2 separate regions of the Anser cygnoides genome follow, and region 2 is linked to region 1. The links are chromatin contacts, called in public Hi-C maps. All regions are on one chromosome and are shown on one strand. The core of a region is the stretch at or near the end of the contact, and the rest is flanking DNA. Distances in the headings are between cores, read along the strand shown. Region 1 has its middle 110 kb from the start of CSRNP1. Region 2 holds the start of CSRNP1 (cysteine and serine rich nuclear protein 1).

Region 1 (3,455 bases), core at 2-2,501:
CAAAAGAAAATCCCCTAAAACCCCAGACCTCACAGCACATTTTCCACCCTGCCATTTACACGGCAGGTCTTTAAAGGCCAAAAGAGATTTAAAGGCCAACAAAGATTTGCCCTGGCTGGTGCAGAATGCGTTGGGTGGCACAATGAGGGATTTGAAAAGAAATGAAGCCAGAAATACCAGCAAGGTCAGCTGTCACTGTGGGACAGCAGGCAAAAATCACCATTCCTGATGCTTTTCCTTATATTTTGCTCTCCTGAGTCACCCTGTGCTGGGTAGGAGACAGGGCTTAGTCAACAGCTTTGCTTGAGTTGTGGAAAGGGTAGGAAGGAGTTGAGTGTCTTGGGCTTAACCTAACACAGAGGGAAGGAGGTGAGTGTCTTTGGATTAACCTGACATGGAGGATCTCAAAGCCATGGCTATTTTATCATCAGGGAGAACACAGCTGCAAGCTCAGGCCAGCAGCTGTGCTCTTGGAGTGCCGGACCCCAAAGAACATGGGAGATAAAAGTTGCCTTTGATCTTGTTGGGCTGGGTTTTTATTGCAAGGTCCCTCCGTTTATAACTGACTGCAATCGTGGGTTTGTCCTTTGGTGAGGAAGGGTGGGAATCGGGAAATCGAGCAACAAGGCTCATGGGAGGGGCTGGCCATTTTGGAAGCTGTGTCTTAGGGCCAATATGACAGTCTGCTAGGTCAGATGGGGAAGAGATTATTGCTTTTTCCCCTCCTCCCTGCTCCTTTACAAAATATACCCATGTTCGTCATTGCTCTGTATCAGGGACCTGTCCAGAAACCTTTCCTTATCTCTTGGCTAATCATGCCTGGATGAGGCCAAACTGGAGCTTGCTTCATCTCACAAAGGACTAAACAAACATTCTAGCTCCCGGTGATGCAACTCGAAGTTGATTTTTCCAGTTACTCAACTTCTCTCTCCCTTCGTATAATGCGCTGAACTTTGAAATAAATGCCTCTCTCAGCGATTTCAGCAATTTATGTCAAGAAAATCTGGATGCATCAGAGTGAGAGATAATATTTTCTGACACAGCACAGGAATAAAGCTGCAGCAGTACATGTAGCTCCTGAGCCTGCATCTCCGCTCTGCTGCTGACAAGGTCTATGGCCAAGGGCAAGGTAGTTGAGCTGTCTGTGCCTCAGTTTCCCCACTGCTGAAAAGGGGATCGTGGCATTTATCCCAAGCAAATGAAGCAGGACAGTGTCACACAATATACCTGAAGCACGAAAGGAAGCTCTCTGTGAGGAAAAGGAAATTTGGACTCTGCTGTTTCAGCAGAGAGGATGTTTTACTCTCAATTTGTGCTAAAAAATGCAGCATGTAAAGAGGTGTTGCTGATTATTCCTAAGAATCAGCAACATACATCGCATTTAAAGAATCTTTTCCATATGTTATTTCTGCTTTCTTGGCTGCTTCCCAACACGGGTCGTTATCTCCTGCCTCTTGCAATTGCCCCTGCTACTTCTTTCGGATCCAGCCTCCCCCTTCCCCACCCAAAGTGTCTGTAGAGAGTCACAAGGAGCTTGAAGGACTCAGCTTTAGTGAGACTGAGTGCCCTGATGGGAGCTGAGGGCATTTGGATACTCACAAGAGCAGCTCCCAGCTTGAGGAACTGGATACAATGCTCATATTTTTATGCAAACAGCCTTGCTAATGAGAGAGAGCTCTGCCTCCAAACCCCTCAACAAGATTCCTGGAAGCCTACGGGGTTTGAAATCCACAGCATCCTAGTGATTTATCTGAAAGGAAGGGAAATACAGGAGGCAAACAGGGCCTTGGAGTTGCTTTTTTTTCACCCCACAATGGCTGGGGTTGATCAGCAGATGTTCTAGGGTGGTATAACCTGGCTATGACTGCTTACAGCAGGACACAAAATTGTCCAGCCTCGGCCATGAGATGCCTAAGGGAGAAAATGTTGGATTCGTCTGAATCCTGCTCTCCGTCCAGAAGGCACCTCAAGAACTGGGGGGGTGTCACCCCCTCTGCCCACTGAGCAGCACCTCAAAACATCACCTCGGAGAGACAGCCCTGGGCAGGGGAACTGCCACCAAAAGAAGCCTGAGTCTCCACCACCCACACCCTCAAAAGAGCAAGGTCCAGCTCAATTTGAGTTGCCCCAGTTGGAAAGCCCAGACTTGGGCAATGTCCTGGGAGGGAAAATCAATGTCCTGGGAGGGAAAATCTTTGCACTTCCCCACAGCATGGGGAATAGTCCTCTTTAATACAACCTGCCTTTTAACCCTTGTATTTTCATGACAGCCCCAAAGCACTGGGACATGCTCTCTGTTCTCCCATTTGTAGACAGGGAGATGGAAGTGCAGCAGAACTAAATACTTTCATTGCATCCACACAGATGGCCTGGGGCAGAGCAGAGACCTCACGCCAAGCCTTAGGTAACCTTCCAGTGGAGTAAAATGTTGTTCTGAAGGCAAAATAGAGTGGCCTCTGGCTTCCCACACATTATTAGGGTAACATCTTCCAAGTGGGTGAGGCCTCTTTTGGTTCCTGGCCCAAGGCAAAGCTCTTGAGGTGTCCTTCATCCTTCAGCCTGGGGTTTCTGGCATTCTCCTTTTGTTTGGGAGCCACCAGAAAACTGCTCACGTGGAAGTTTGCTCCCCAGGTCCACTTCCAACTGAGACATCACTCGTGAGCACTTCCAGGAGAGCGACACTGGTGCCTTTGGCTTCTGGAGCTCAGCTGTGAGTTGGAGGCAATGATCTGAGCTGAGGTGACCTCAGCCGACCTGAGCCGGCACTTCCACAGCCTCATCCAGCACCGACAGATGCACGGACATGCTCCTCCTCAACCCAGATAGCTCCGTCCCAGCTTCTCTAAAAGGCTTTTTCTCCTCTGTCTGTTCCTGTAACCATCAAAGGAAATTTTGAGCCCTCATCCTAATATACAGAAGTATTTTTTAAAGCACTGTGCTGGGCATGAAGACAGCACTTAAAGTGAAAGGGTTAGCAAGAGGTGCAATGGAAGAGGAAGGCTTGGACAGGCTCGTTATTTCCCACTGCTTTTCCTGGCTTCTCTCAGGTTTTGACTGGATTTTGTCCATCTCTGGACCAAGTTTCCTCTCTCTCTCCCTCTGAATGTACCTTAAGAAAACAGATATGTATGTGAAGTGTGGGAATGCTTAGGGTATATAGCAGTGTGTGGCATGCAGCCTCTCATTAGCAATATCAGTGTAAAGTATATACTGACAAGTACACTTTATACTTGTATATATGTAGAAAGTATAAAGAAAAGACTATAAACAACACCTGTTGTGGTCCCACCCAACATGAGGTGGGCAAGCACCAAAGCCAAGGCTCCTCTCCTGCATGGGGATGGGGGTGACGTGCCACTTCCTGGCATAAAGATCTCAGCTTCCCTCGGGGCAATGGAGAGGGATGGAGGGAGACCTTGGGCTGGTGTCTGATCCATCTCTGGGTATAGGAGAAC
Region 2 (3,768 bases), core at 681-3,180, 110 kb after region 1:
GTAGAACTGCACTGGGACATGAACCCATAAAACATTGCAACTCTTGCTGGTGGGGCCTTAAATCCTTCTGAGGGCCAAGCCTTGCTTATAGGGCTAAAGTCCTTTCTGGGATCCCTTAGAGGACAACACTTTCTTGAAAGGATCAAACTTATTTGGTGGCCAACCCATGTCCAGGGGGTCTACATCAATTTTGGGGGCCCAAATCCCCTTGGGGGATCAACCCTCATCAATAGGGCCCAAACACCTTCTGGGGCCAAAATCCCTTTGGGTTCAAAATCCCTTTCTGGGGACAAAAGCCATGCTGCTGTGCCCCAAGTCTTTTTGGAGGGCCCAAACACCTTAAAGAGGCCAAACCTTGCTTGTGGGTCCCAACCCCTCTGTGGGTCCCAAATCTCTTTTGCTGCCCAGCCTGCTTATGATACCCAAGCTCTTTGTGGGGTTCAAACCCCTTTCAGAGGTCAATTCTTGATCATGGGTCCCAAAACACCTTAGGCCCAAACCTGCCAGCCCAGATCTTGGTATCTAAGCCTGCTTGTTGGGTCCCAAACCTCTTGTGGGGCCCAAACTCCTCATGGGGCCCCAACTCCTTGTGGGACTCAAACATCTGGGCTTGGTTGGCTCCCAACCCGTGGGTCCCAAAACCCATGAAGGACCCAAACCCCCTGTGGGGTCCTTATTCATGTTGGTGCCCAAGCTGTGCCCATGGATCCCAAAATCCATGTGGGAACCCAAACACCTTGTTGGGCTCAAACCCATTGCCTGTGGGTCCCAAACCCCTGAAGGGACCCAAGTCATATGTGAGGCCCAAATCCATTTGGGTGTCCAAGCTGTGGGTCCTGTGGGGTTGTTGCTTGTGAGTCCCCAAATGCCATGCGGGATCTGAATACTCTGAGGCATCCAAACCCATTTTGGGGTCCCAGCGTGCCTGTGGGTCACCAAACCCTTGTGGAATCTGAATTCTCCAAGGCATCCAAACCTGTTTTGGGGTCTCAGCATGGCTGTAGGTTGCCAGACCCTTGTGGGATCTAAACACCGAGGCATCCAAACACATTTTTGGGTCCCAGAGTGCTTGTGGGTCCCCGACCCCTTGTGGGATCTCAACACCCTGAGGCGTCCAAACCCATTTTAGGGTCACAGAGTGGTTGTGGGTCCCCAAATGCCATGTGAATTCTGAATTCTCTGAGGCATCCAAACCCATTTTAGGGTCCTGGAGTGGTTGTGGGTCCCCAAGCCCTTGTGGGACCTGAATACACAGAGGCATCCAAGCTCATTTTAGGGTCCCAGAGTGGTTGTGGGTCCCCAAGCTCTTGTGGGATCTGAATCCTCTGAGGCATCCAAACGCATTTTGGTGTCCCTGAGTGGTTGTGGGTCCCAAACCCCTTATGGGGTCTGAGTATCTTGAGGCATCCAAACCCACTTTGGGGTCCCAGTATGCCTGTGGGTCCCCAACCCCTTGTGGGATTTGAATCCTCAGAGGCATTCAAACCTATTTTGGGGCCCTGGAGTGGTTGTGGGTCCCCGACCCCTTGTGGGGTCTGAATCCTCTGAGGCACCCAAACCCATTTTAGGGTCCCTGAGTGGTTGTGGGTCCCCAACCCCTTGCGGGCTCTGAACACCCTGAGTCCCCCAGACCCATTTGAGTCCCCTCACAGCCATAACCCCCCGTAGCACCCCACTTAATTTCCCCGATCGCACCCCCCCCCCCCCCCCCCCGTCCCCCGTGTCCCCCACCCCGTGCGGCCGCCACCCGGCGCCTCAGCGGCCCCTCAGGGGCAGCGCCCCCGGCGGGCCGGGCGGGATGGCGGCGGCGGGGCCAGGCCAAGCCGAGCTTCGGCGCCCCGCCCGGGGAACGGAGGAAGGGGGGGGGGGGGGGGAGAAGAGAAGCAGGAAACCGGGCGGGCCCGGGGCCGAGCCGGCCCCGCTCCTGTCACCGCCTGCGTCAGAGCCCGGAGTTTTCCACTGACGAAAAAGGGCAGCGCGGCGCGGCGCAGCCCCGGCAGCGGCAGAGCGGGAGGCGCCGCGCCAGGCACCGCCGCCGCCACTGCAGCCGGAGCCGCCGCCGCCGCCGACACCCGCCGCCGCCTCCTCAGGTAAGGGGCTTGGCTGGGTTATTTGGGGGGTTTGGGTTCGTGGTGGGGGGGTTTGGGGGTGAATCCGTGATGGGGGGTTTTGGGGATCGGGGTCTGGCTGACTGCCCCCCCCCCCCCCCCCCAACCTTCTTTCCCAGCCGGGCTGGGGGTGAAGGGAGCTGGGGGGGGGGACGCGCATCGGGGACACAAGCGGGACACATCGCGGAGCTCCCCGGACCTCTTGGCTAAGAGGGGGAAAGGGGAGAGTCTTGGGGAGACCCTGCTGTGCCCCCCTTAAAAAAAAAAAAAAAAATTTTTTTTTTTTTTTTTGGGGGGTGGGGGGATGGAGCGCGCCCCCCGTCAGCTCGCTAAGAAACGCTGCGCCTCCGGTGCGGTGATGGTGAAATAAAACCCGTGGGGGGGGGGGGGGGGGGGGGGGGCGAGCCCGGCAGGCTCCCTCTTCCCCAAACTCCCCGGCTCGGGGATGTTTTCCCGTCGCTACAGCAACACCTACCGGCGCTCCGACCGACCGACCGACCGCCCGACCGACGGACGGGGCGCCCCCCCCCGGGTCTCCTTCACAACCGACCCGGGGGGGGCTCTCACACCGCACCTTGGGGGGGGGGGGGGGGGGGAAATAAGGAACAAGAGCAGCGAATAAACCCGCTCGAGTTTCCAAACGTCGATTTATTCCTCTTCTCTGGCTTCCCCGAGCGCCTGTCACCTCCGCCGTGCCCAGCGTCGCCGTGGGATGGGGCTGGCGCGCAGGGAGAAGCCCTGTCCCACAGCTAATTATTATTATTTTTCCTTTTTTTTTTATATATATATATATTTCTTTTTATTATTTCCTTTCCGTGCTTCGCTTTCGTGCCGGAGCGTTTCTCCCGCGGCTCCCGGAGAGCCTTTAATAATTCAGCGCAGGAAACGGGGGCGTATGTACGGCCGGCAAGGTAACGCACGGCGTGTACCTACGGGAGGACGAGTATGGAAACCCGCCGTGAATTATTCATCAGGTGTAATCAAATAGAGGATTTTCCTAGACAAAGCACGCTTCGCCCCTTTCATATTTATTGCAGTGCAATCTGCGCCGAGTACATCTGGAGCCCGCTTCGTCCCGGCCGTGCCAGATAACCTTTTAATGCGTTTGCTAATGTTTCTTATTTACCTTTCGGGCTGTCAGGGAGAAAGAAGGGCTCGGTGGCAAACCCCGCGGAGTTTTTTCTTTGCGAGCTTCCCGAAATATTGGCAGGAGCGAGCTCTTTCGCCCTGCTTCCCCGGGGAAGGCGTTTCGCCCAGCCCCGCAGGAGAGCGCACTTGTGGCACCGCGAGCGGATCCGTGCCTCCGCGCCTGGGTCGTGCGGCGGCAGGGGAGGTTATTTTTAACCAGGGGGAAGGTTATGAAACCTTAGACCCGGCCTTGGAAGGGGGGGAAAATCAGCTGGGCTGAACCGGACGGCACCGCTGCTGGCCCCGAAACTGGGAAGCGACCTCGCAGGGAGGCTGCCCCAGCGGCGGCTGGGAACCCACGGAGGTAAATATGGCAGGAATTAAAATAGTTAAATGGACGGGCAGTGAGTCGGTGCCGATAGCACGGGGGTGACGAAGTTGCCTGCAGGCATTGCCAGGCTCCCTGCTGCCATGAGCTGGCGAGGATTTCGGGGGGCTCAGCACAAGGCTCAGCGCCGCACCGGTTTTTCGC

Evidence for each region. Hi-C and Micro-C count contacts between places; a contact is called where the count stands out from the background.
Region 2: a Hi-C map of liver shows a contact between it and region 1, with 8 times the contacts expected there. The contact joins the promoter of CSRNP1 here to the enhancer-like site in region 1. A contact is called at or near these places in 3 of 7 Hi-C or Micro-C datasets (all in liver).

Annotation. Positions count from the first base shown.
Region 1 is chr2:5,959,045-5,962,499 of Taihu_goose_T2T_genome, forward strand. No RefSeq gene overlaps it. Among named protein-coding and RNA genes, the nearest start is that of CSRNP1, 110 kb to the right of the region's middle. Within about 2 kb of position 1,252, at least 2 of the 3 cell types and tissues checked have open chromatin away from gene starts, as enhancers often do. A contact at or near this core is called in liver, where this site is marked.
Region 2 is chr2:6,064,724-6,068,491 of Taihu_goose_T2T_genome, forward strand. CSRNP1 (cysteine and serine rich nuclear protein 1) reads left to right here and starts at 1,931. Exons shown (of 5, transcript XM_066991433.1): 1 at 1,931-2,090.